Regions from separate parts of the Sus scrofa genome. Here regions 1 and 2 are each linked to region 3. The links are chromatin contacts, called in public HiChIP or PLAC-seq maps. All regions are on one chromosome and are shown on one strand. Each heading gives the region's core, a stretch centred on a gene start, on an enhancer-like site or on the middle of the called end of the contact. The rest is flanking DNA. Distances are from core to core; before and after follow the strand shown. Region 1 overlaps LAMC2 (laminin subunit gamma-2). Region 2 overlaps LAMC1 (laminin subunit gamma 1). Region 3 has its middle 7.7 kb from the start of SHCBP1L.

Region 1 (2,700 bases), core at 155-2,654, 230 kb after region 3:
GGGGAGTTTCCGTTGTGGCGCAGCGGAAGCGAATCCGACTAGGAACCATGAGGTTGCGGGTTTGATCCCTGGCCTTGCTCAGTGGGTTAAGGATCCAGCGTTGCCCTGAGCTGTGGTGTAGGTCGCAGACACAGCTTGGATCCTGTGTTGCTGTAGTTGTGGGGTAGGCCTGCAGTTATAGCTCCAATTTGACCCCTGGCCTGGGAACCTCCATATGCCATGGGTGCCGCCCTAAAAAGCAAAAATAATAATAATAATGAAAATACTAAATATTGACTTTTTTCATTGTGAAAGTCTTGCAACCAAAAAAAAAAAAATTCAGTAAAACTAACAGCAATTTCACTCCTAGGTATATATTCAAGAGATATGAAAATATATGTATCTGTACAGAAACTTGTACACAAATGTTCACATTAGCGGTATTCATGATAGCTAAAGCAGGGCAACAACCCAGATGTCCATCAGCTGATGAGGGATGAACAAGATGTGGCATATTCGTGTGATGGGATTTTATTCACCCATAAAAAGAATGAGCTACTGACACACGGTAACATGGATGAACCTTGAAAACATGCTAAGTGATAGAAATCAAACACAAAAGACCACATGTTGTATGATTCCATTTATAGCAGATGTTCAGAAAAGACAAATCTATAGAGACAAAAAGCTGGTTAGTGGTTGCCTAGAGCTGGGGGAAGGGGAAGAAATGGGGGTGATTCTTAAAGGACACAGGGTTTCTTTGTGGAGTGATAAAAAGGTTCCAAACCTGCCGTAGCGCGGGTTGCGCAACTCTGAGAATCAACTAAGAACCATTGAATCGTACACGTTAAATGAGTGAATTGAGTGGTATGAATTATGGGTCAATAGACGTGTTACCAAAAGAAAGAACTAAATGAACCCCCAACAGCAAGTAGATGGAATCAGTCATGGTGAAAGCAGACACTGTTGAATTCAACGATAGAGAAATAGGTGATAATTTTTAAAAAAATGTCAACTGACCCAAATAGTCAACCAAAGTAGACAGTTGAGTGGTGCGTTGGGTTTACCTTCTGGTGCAAACCCCTCCTCTCTTTAGGAGTGGGTAGCAAACATTGCCTCGACTGGCTGCTGTCCACAGACCACGCTTTGAGTAGCACTTGCATGGCCAAATGAATTCTTCAGGGGTCTGAGAGCGATGGGCATGGACAGGAATATCCAAGAGAGGCCTCACTGAAGATGAAAGATGGACTCAAGTCGGTGACATTTGCTTGTGAGCGCTAGATCTGTATGTGTATAGTTGCAAAGCCTTTGGAAAGACATCGCTGAGTTTCTTTTCCTTCTTTCCCAGAGACTCCAAGTGTGACTGTGACCCAGCTGGCATCTTGGGGCCCTGTGACGCAGGCCACTGTGTCTGCAAGCCAGCTGTCACCGGAGAGCGCTGTGACAGGTCTGTGTGAACTGTGACCTGACAGACACAGCAGGGAAAGTCCTTGGCCACTAGCGTGAGAATTCATCCTCTGAGTGCAGTTATGGCAAGGGGACACTTAACAAATGTTGATGACCTTCTTCCTGCCCTCTGTCCTCAAAGACCAGGCTTTAAAATAAGTGACAACCAAGCCCCTAAATCTTACTGAACTCCACACTTTTGCTGTGGATCCCTTCTCTTTGTTTATGTTGGGGCAGAGGCACAGCGGCCCCAGAGAGTGCCCTGGCCAGCAGGCTCTGAATCCCAGGTGCTCCCAATACAGGGTGGTATGCAGCCATGAGGTCACATGACTCGACTTGGTCCCAGAAGAGGCCTGGCCTCATTAAACATGGGCAAATCCTAGTAAGAGGGGATATTGCAGCGTATGGCCATGTATAACCATCATGTGCAGAGAAGGACTGCCCAGGGATGGGATGGTGGGTAGGAGGGTGTGTGTGCTCGAGTACACACACACACACACACACACACACACACACACGTGTGCACAGGCACACACACCAGGGGAAAAGGTGAGAACCCTCTGTGGGTCCCAAGCCGCATTGGGGCAGGAGATGCAATGAGGCTGATCCATCCTCAGTTGCTGCTGCAGGAAATTCCTTAAGCACAAACTGTGCTCAGACTTAAAACTCTTCCCCACACCCCCTGAGACTTGTGAGTCGAAGGCTGGGAGGTGGGCCCCAAAGGAAAAAGCTTTCTCTTTATTTCCTTAAAAGAAAGAAAGCAGTTCTTTGGCATCCTGCCAATCACTTATACCTGGGCAGAGGAAGTGCCAGGTGCATTCCTAGCCGGGGGTGGGGGGTGGGGGGTGGGGGGTGTGTGTGGGGTTCTTTGCTGCTCAGGTGGGGGTAGGGAAATGGGGCTTAGGTGTTATAAGAGTCACTTTTTGAAGACATATTTCATTTCAAAATATAACACAGAAATCGAAAGCCATGTAAAATAAATGTTGTCAGTACCCCCAATTACCTGAAATAGACCTTTGCTAAAAAATGTGCCAGTCCTGTGACACCCTCCCTCCTGCCTAGAAGCGACCACTGTTCTGACTTCCTTACTTTTCTTCATAATTTATCACCCAAGAACACCCTTAAACACTGTGGGTTAGTTTTGCCTGATTCCCTCCCCTCCGTTCCCCTCCACCCATCACTCCCTCTCCCCCTTCTGTCTCCTCCTCTCCCCCTCCCGTCCTCCCTTCTTCCCCTTCCTTCTGCTGCATCCCTTCTTTCTTCCTTGTTTTTTCA
Region 2 (2,700 bases), core at 156-2,655, 180 kb after region 3:
TGTCGCATACCTCCTTCCCTCCCATCTGCGCGTCTTTGGATTGAATTTGTTCCCCGTTGCTTGGCTCTTCGCCTTGTGTTTGCAGCATGTCCGTTCTCTTAACATTCACGTCCACCTGCTTTCCTCTACACACAGCCACGAGAAAGAGGTACCTCGAGCCCTCTTCCCCTGCAGACCTGACGGTCCTCAACCGTAGCATCATGTCCTCCGTGTCTGCTCCACAGCAGGGATGCTGGCTTGACAGGGAGGGATGGAGTTAGGAAAGGGCATCTTCGCCATGGCTGTGCGTCTCAACAGGAGTGAGCTAGAAATGCTCTTTCTGGCAGTTGGGTGCGCTGGATGGGTCATTTTTGCAAGAGGGTGCATAATTACTGAGCGCGCAGGCATCAGAGATGGTGCTGCAGACAGGAGGAGCGGGAGAGGTGTCGAAGCCGCTTCTCCCCGTTCTGTCTCCTTGCATCCCACCGTTGACTACCGAGGTCGGGATCCTCCTAAGCATCCTGTTGCAGAGGGCCTGGCTCTTCCTGACCACGTTGTTCCCGTCGGTGTTTCCTAGCCAGTTCCTCTGGTTCAGCAGCCGTGTACTAACAGACGTCTTGGTCAAGGTTGCAGGAAAAGGACCAAAGATAGACTGCGAAGGTCGTTTTCCATCTAGCCTGCGGGTCAAGTTCCCTCCAGTCGGTCTTAGCCACGGTGAAATTCAGGCGATTTGTTGTTGTCGTCGTTGTCATTTCTTTTCTCCTTTTCCATCTGTGTGGTATATTTTTAAACAGAAGTGTATTTTTAAAATAAAAGTCCTTTATAAGATGATACCTTCATTACACTCCTGCAATATAGCCATTATATTACTGTATAGTCCCAGTTTATCTGTACTTTATGTAATAAAACAGACAAGGTGGCTGCTGCAGAATGCTGGGTGGCATAGGGGACAAAGACAGCTGTACCCTGGAACTTTGCCTTTGAATTCCAACTGTGGCCCTTTTCCATGTGCCTTCACTTTAGCTGTTCGCCTTAATCTCTACAGTCTTGCTCTCCGGGGTGGTAAATAAAATGCAACACTTGGCATTTTTTATGTTAAAAAAACAGTATTTTATTTATAATAAAATCTGAATATTTGTAACCCTTTACACTTGGTGTGGCCTGAGTGTGATACAGGGCGTTTATGATGCTTTAAACAGTATGACTAAGGGAAAACGCCTCAGCATGTGTTCTTTGGCTTATCTATTTTCCTGGGAACAATCCAGTGTGTGTGCCTGTGAGGACAGGTATTTATTTATGTACATATAAAATGTTTTTAACCTCTCTCAGATTAGGATACTTCGATGTAGTCCAGAGGTTACCACACTCTTTCTGATAAGAGCATGATCGTAAATGTTACCGGCTTTCCAGACCATTCCATCTATAACACCTGCTCTGCTGTTGTAGCAGGAAAGCAGCCGAGGACAATCTGTAAACGGCCGAACGTGGCTGTGGTCCAGGACAACTATTTACAGAGACAGGCCCGGGCCTGCGGGCTGGGGTTTACCAGACCTCCTGGTGTAGTCTCAATACTTGATTAATGACTACTGAGGACTGTTTTCAAATTACTCGGGCTTCCTAAATTAGCAGCTGTGTATGAAGAGTTGTCTTCCCACCTTTTAAATACCCGTCTTTAGCTAAACTACAGGTACGTTCTTCGGATACTGAGAAAACACACTCAGACGTAATGGAAAAAGAAAAGTAACGTGCTTGGACCAGCAGGCCTTCAGGAGGGCTGGCCCACTTGACTAACCTAGGCCGGGTGAAGACGTTTGGAGGAGGAGTTTCCGTTGCGGCTCAGCAGGTTAAGAACCTGACTGGTGTCTGTAAGGATGCAGGCTTGATCCCTGGCCTCGCTCAGTGGGTTAAGGATGCAGCGTGCCGCAGGCTGCAGAGTAGGTCGCAGATGCAGCTTGGATCTGGTGTTGCCGTGGCTGTAGCAGAGGCCTTGGTCGCAGCTCCAATTTGACCCCTAGCCTGGGAACTTCCATTTGCTGTGGGTGTGGCTGTAAAGAGAAAAAAATGGAAAAAAAAAATTGGAGAAACTAGGAGCCAGCAGGAAGGCTTTGCTCTACTCTTGGCTCTGTTTGTAGCCGAGTCCCTGCGGATGTCATGCCGCCTTCCCCATCATGTAAATAGGTATGACCATGACACCTGCCACGAATAATCTGTGCTCTCCTCAGTAGACTTCCTTGGAGAGAGCTTTAGAGGGCACCAGTTACCAGCTTTCTTACACACCCTGTTCCTCACCCCCTTGGAGGCTGTGATTCAGCTGCAAATACATGTCTGTAGTTACTGTGTCAGAGGGTTGAGTAGGGTTTTAAAACCTTGTCCCCTATTCCTTTTGTTATTTCAGAGTCAGAGGTTTCTCCAGAGTTGGGTTAGCATAACCTGATTCAAAATATCCCCAAAAGTCTACCCCTTCCGTAAGCATTCCAGCCCCTCTCAGTAGATCTGAATTCAGCGGCACCACTTCCATTAAGCTCAAAATGGAATGTCTGGAGAAGACAGGACTGGCATCCAGGAGCATCTTGAAGTAGGAAAGCGGGTGGCACCTTCCATGTAAGCTGAGAAAGGACGCACCAAGGAAAGATCAAATCTCTCCAGGCCAGTAGCTTCTGGGAACAAATGAGACAGCTGTGAATGACAGGTAATTTTGCCTGTTTACACTGAGCAGGTTTA
Region 3 (2,700 bases), core at 76-2,575:
CTGGGAACCTTCATGTGCCGTGGGGGGCAGCGCAAAAAAAAAAGACACACACACACAAAAAAAACCACCTAATTAGATGCTGACTGCTGTATTCCCAGGTACTCTGCTAAGTCCTGGAAATATAATGTTGACTCAGATAAACAGAGTTGCCTTCAAGAATTATGAGAAAATGTTTACCATATAACCATATATTAAATAAAAACAAAATACGAAGCTGTATATACTAGAAGAAAATGCCAGAGAATGTTAATAATATTATTTAGGAGTTTTAGGGGATTTTATGTGGTTCTTTACGTATTTCCATGTTTTCTTTTTCGTAAAAGTTTTCAATTTGTGTGGTATTTGTATCACAATTAGAAAAACAGATTTTAAAGAATCAAATAATAGCTTCTTGATTAAGTTTGAAGCATACTGAATTATATGAAAAGGGAAGAAGGCCATTAGACTAAAGGAAATACAGTGTTTCCTGGAGGAGAAAAACACGTGGGCAAGCTCTTCTATTCTAAACATAAATCTATGGATCCCTCAGAGAAAAGGCTTCTCAGAGGGCACAGAATGTAGGTGGGAAACATCTCTCGTTGCATTGCTAGGGACCATCAAGCAGCCAACTTCAGAGGAAAGAGCACTGGAAGCCATTTCAGGCTAGTATTTGAGCCCTCAGGCTCTGGAGGAAGAGAGCTCCGATTAACCCCTTTGTAGCTAGGCAACTTTGAGAAATGTACTTGCTTTTCTGAACTTTGGTTTTCTCTCTGTAAATGGGAACATGATAGAAATCGTATCACTGGGTGGTTATAAGAATTAATTGAGATAATGTCTGTTAAAAAAGCTCAAAACCGTGGTTGGCGCATAGATGCACTTAGATTGTTACCTGCTGCTGACCTCAGCAGCAGTAGCTTATTCTCACTTCCCTGACCATCCCCCTGACTCCACCCCCCACCCTACAGGCCACACACGTATGTGGACCCACATACTGGAAGACAGAGGCTATGCTATGGAGAACGTGTCAGTGCAATTTTAGGCCAGCATACAAATTGACTCCTTTGCTTAACAATCAGACTAGAAATAGAACTACCGTGCGTAATAAAATACAGTAATAGAGAATGATACATTTGAAAATTTTTTTCATGTTATTGTTTAGGCTCTGTCCATGTTCATAGAAATAAGTCTTGATATTTTAAAATATCCATTGCTTCATTTTCCACATCTCTTAAAATAATCAATCATGATAGGACTCTGAAGAAAATTGGCCATGTGATAATGTAGGAAGGCTTAGCTCTAAGTGCCAGGTCTTCCAAATAAGCAAAGGCTTGGGTGCTTCCCTGATGAGTGACCAACACAGCTGTTCAACTTGAAGAGACCACATGCTCTTGGACAGTGAGAGTGTCCACAGCCCTCATATTACCCCTTATTCATTGTCCAGCATCAAAAGTTTGGTGCTTTAGCACTTTGATGCTTTGAAGAACCATTTGTCAAATACGCAAATACCATTTTTGTAATAATGCAGCACCTGCTGGATTTCGAAGGAAAGTAAAACAGTTCAGTAAACCTACAATGAAATCATAAGATCATTTCCTGCTGAGATGTTTCTTATAGCCAGGAAGAGAGTCAGCCTGGGTACACAGCCAGCACCAATGAGGACAGAGAAAGAAAAAGCCAAAGCCCTGATCCAACTCTGCTTGAAGCTTGGAACCCACTCTGGGCTCTTCTGCTATATGGGCCAATAAATCCTTCTGCTGTAGGGAGTTCCCGTCTTGGCGCAGTGGTTAACGAATCCGACTAGGAACCATGAGGTTGCGGGTTCGGTCCCTGCCCTTGCTCAGTGGGTTAACTATCCGGCGTTGCCGTGAGCTGTGGTGTAGGTTGCAGACGCGGCTCGGGTCCCGCGTTGCTGTGGCTTTGGCGTAGGCTGGTGGCTACAGCTCCGATTCAACCCCTGGCCTGAGAACCTCCATATGCCACGGGAGCGGCCCAAGAAATAGCAACAACAACAACAAAGACAAAAGACAAAAAAAAAAAAAAATCCTTCTACTTTAAAAAACCAATAATGGATAATTTACATCGTGTATATTCATAAAGCCAACAGGTTTTTGGTAAAACAGGTAAGTTTCCTATTCTGGTTTTGAGCCATAGAACCAAATTATTTTTTCTTCTAGTTGTATTGAGATAAAAATGATATATATGAGTTCCTGTTGTGGTTCATTGGGTTAAGAACCCAGCATAGTGTATGTGAGAATGTGGATTCCATCCCTGGCCTGGCTCAGCATGTTAAGGACCCAGTGTTGCTGCAAGCTGTGGCATAGGTCACAGATACGGCTTGGATCCTGTGGCATAGGCCTCAGCTGCAGATCTCATTCAACCCCTAGCCTGGGAACTTCCATATGCCCCAGTTGGGGCTGTAAAAAGAAAAAAATGAGGAGTTCCTGTTGTGGCTCAGTAGTTAACGAATCCGACTAGGAACCATGATGTTGCAGGTTCGATCCCTGGCCTTGCTCAGTGGGTGAAGGATCCAGCGTTACCGTGAGCTGTGGTGTAGGTTGCAGACATGGCTCGGATCCTGCATTGGCTGTGGCTCTGGCATAGGCCGGTGGCTACAGCTTCAATTAGACCCCTAGTTGGGAACCTCCATATGCTGTGGGTACAGCCCTAGAAAAGACAAAAAGACAAAAAAAAAAACAAACAAACAAAAAAAAACTTGACATA

The links. HiChIP or PLAC-seq counts read pairs in DNA pulled down with a chosen protein or histone mark.
Region 1: an H3K27ac HiChIP or PLAC-seq map of skeletal muscle shows a contact between it and region 3. The contact joins two enhancer-like sites. A contact is called at or near these places in 1 of 47 Hi-C or Micro-C datasets (epiblast stem cells) and 1 of 2 datasets of contacts at active chromatin or transcription factors (skeletal muscle).
Region 2: an H3K27ac HiChIP or PLAC-seq map of skeletal muscle shows a contact between it and region 3. The contact joins two enhancer-like sites. A contact is called at or near these places in 4 of 47 Hi-C or Micro-C datasets (fetal skeletal muscle, psoas muscle, skeletal muscle and 1 more) and 1 of 2 datasets of contacts at active chromatin or transcription factors (skeletal muscle).

The regions. Positions count from the first base shown.
Region 1 is chr9:124,461,892-124,464,591 of Sscrofa11.1, forward strand. LAMC2 (laminin subunit gamma-2) reads left to right here. Exons shown (of 26, transcript XM_021063802.1): 7 at 1,328-1,426. Among named protein-coding and RNA genes, the nearest start is that of LAMC2, 36 kb to the left of the region's middle. Within about 2 kb of position 1,405, at least 2 of the 83 cell types and tissues checked have an H3K27ac peak or open chromatin away from gene starts, as enhancers often do. A contact at or near this core is called in skeletal muscle, where this site is marked.
Region 2 is chr9:124,404,841-124,407,540 of Sscrofa11.1, forward strand. It overlaps LAMC1 (laminin subunit gamma 1), which reads left to right. Exons shown (of 29, transcript NM_001271715.1): 29 at 1-1,127. Among named protein-coding and RNA genes, the nearest start is that of LAMC2, 21 kb to the right of the region's middle. Within about 2 kb of position 1,406, at least 10 of the 83 cell types and tissues checked have an H3K27ac peak or open chromatin away from gene starts, as enhancers often do. A contact at or near this core is called in skeletal muscle, where this site is marked.
Region 3 is chr9:124,228,191-124,230,890 of Sscrofa11.1, forward strand. No RefSeq gene overlaps it. Among named protein-coding and RNA genes, the nearest start is that of SHCBP1L, 7.7 kb to the left of the region's middle. Within about 2 kb of position 1,326, at least 1 of the 83 cell types and tissues checked has an H3K27ac peak or open chromatin away from gene starts, as enhancers often do. A contact at or near this core is called in skeletal muscle, where this site is marked.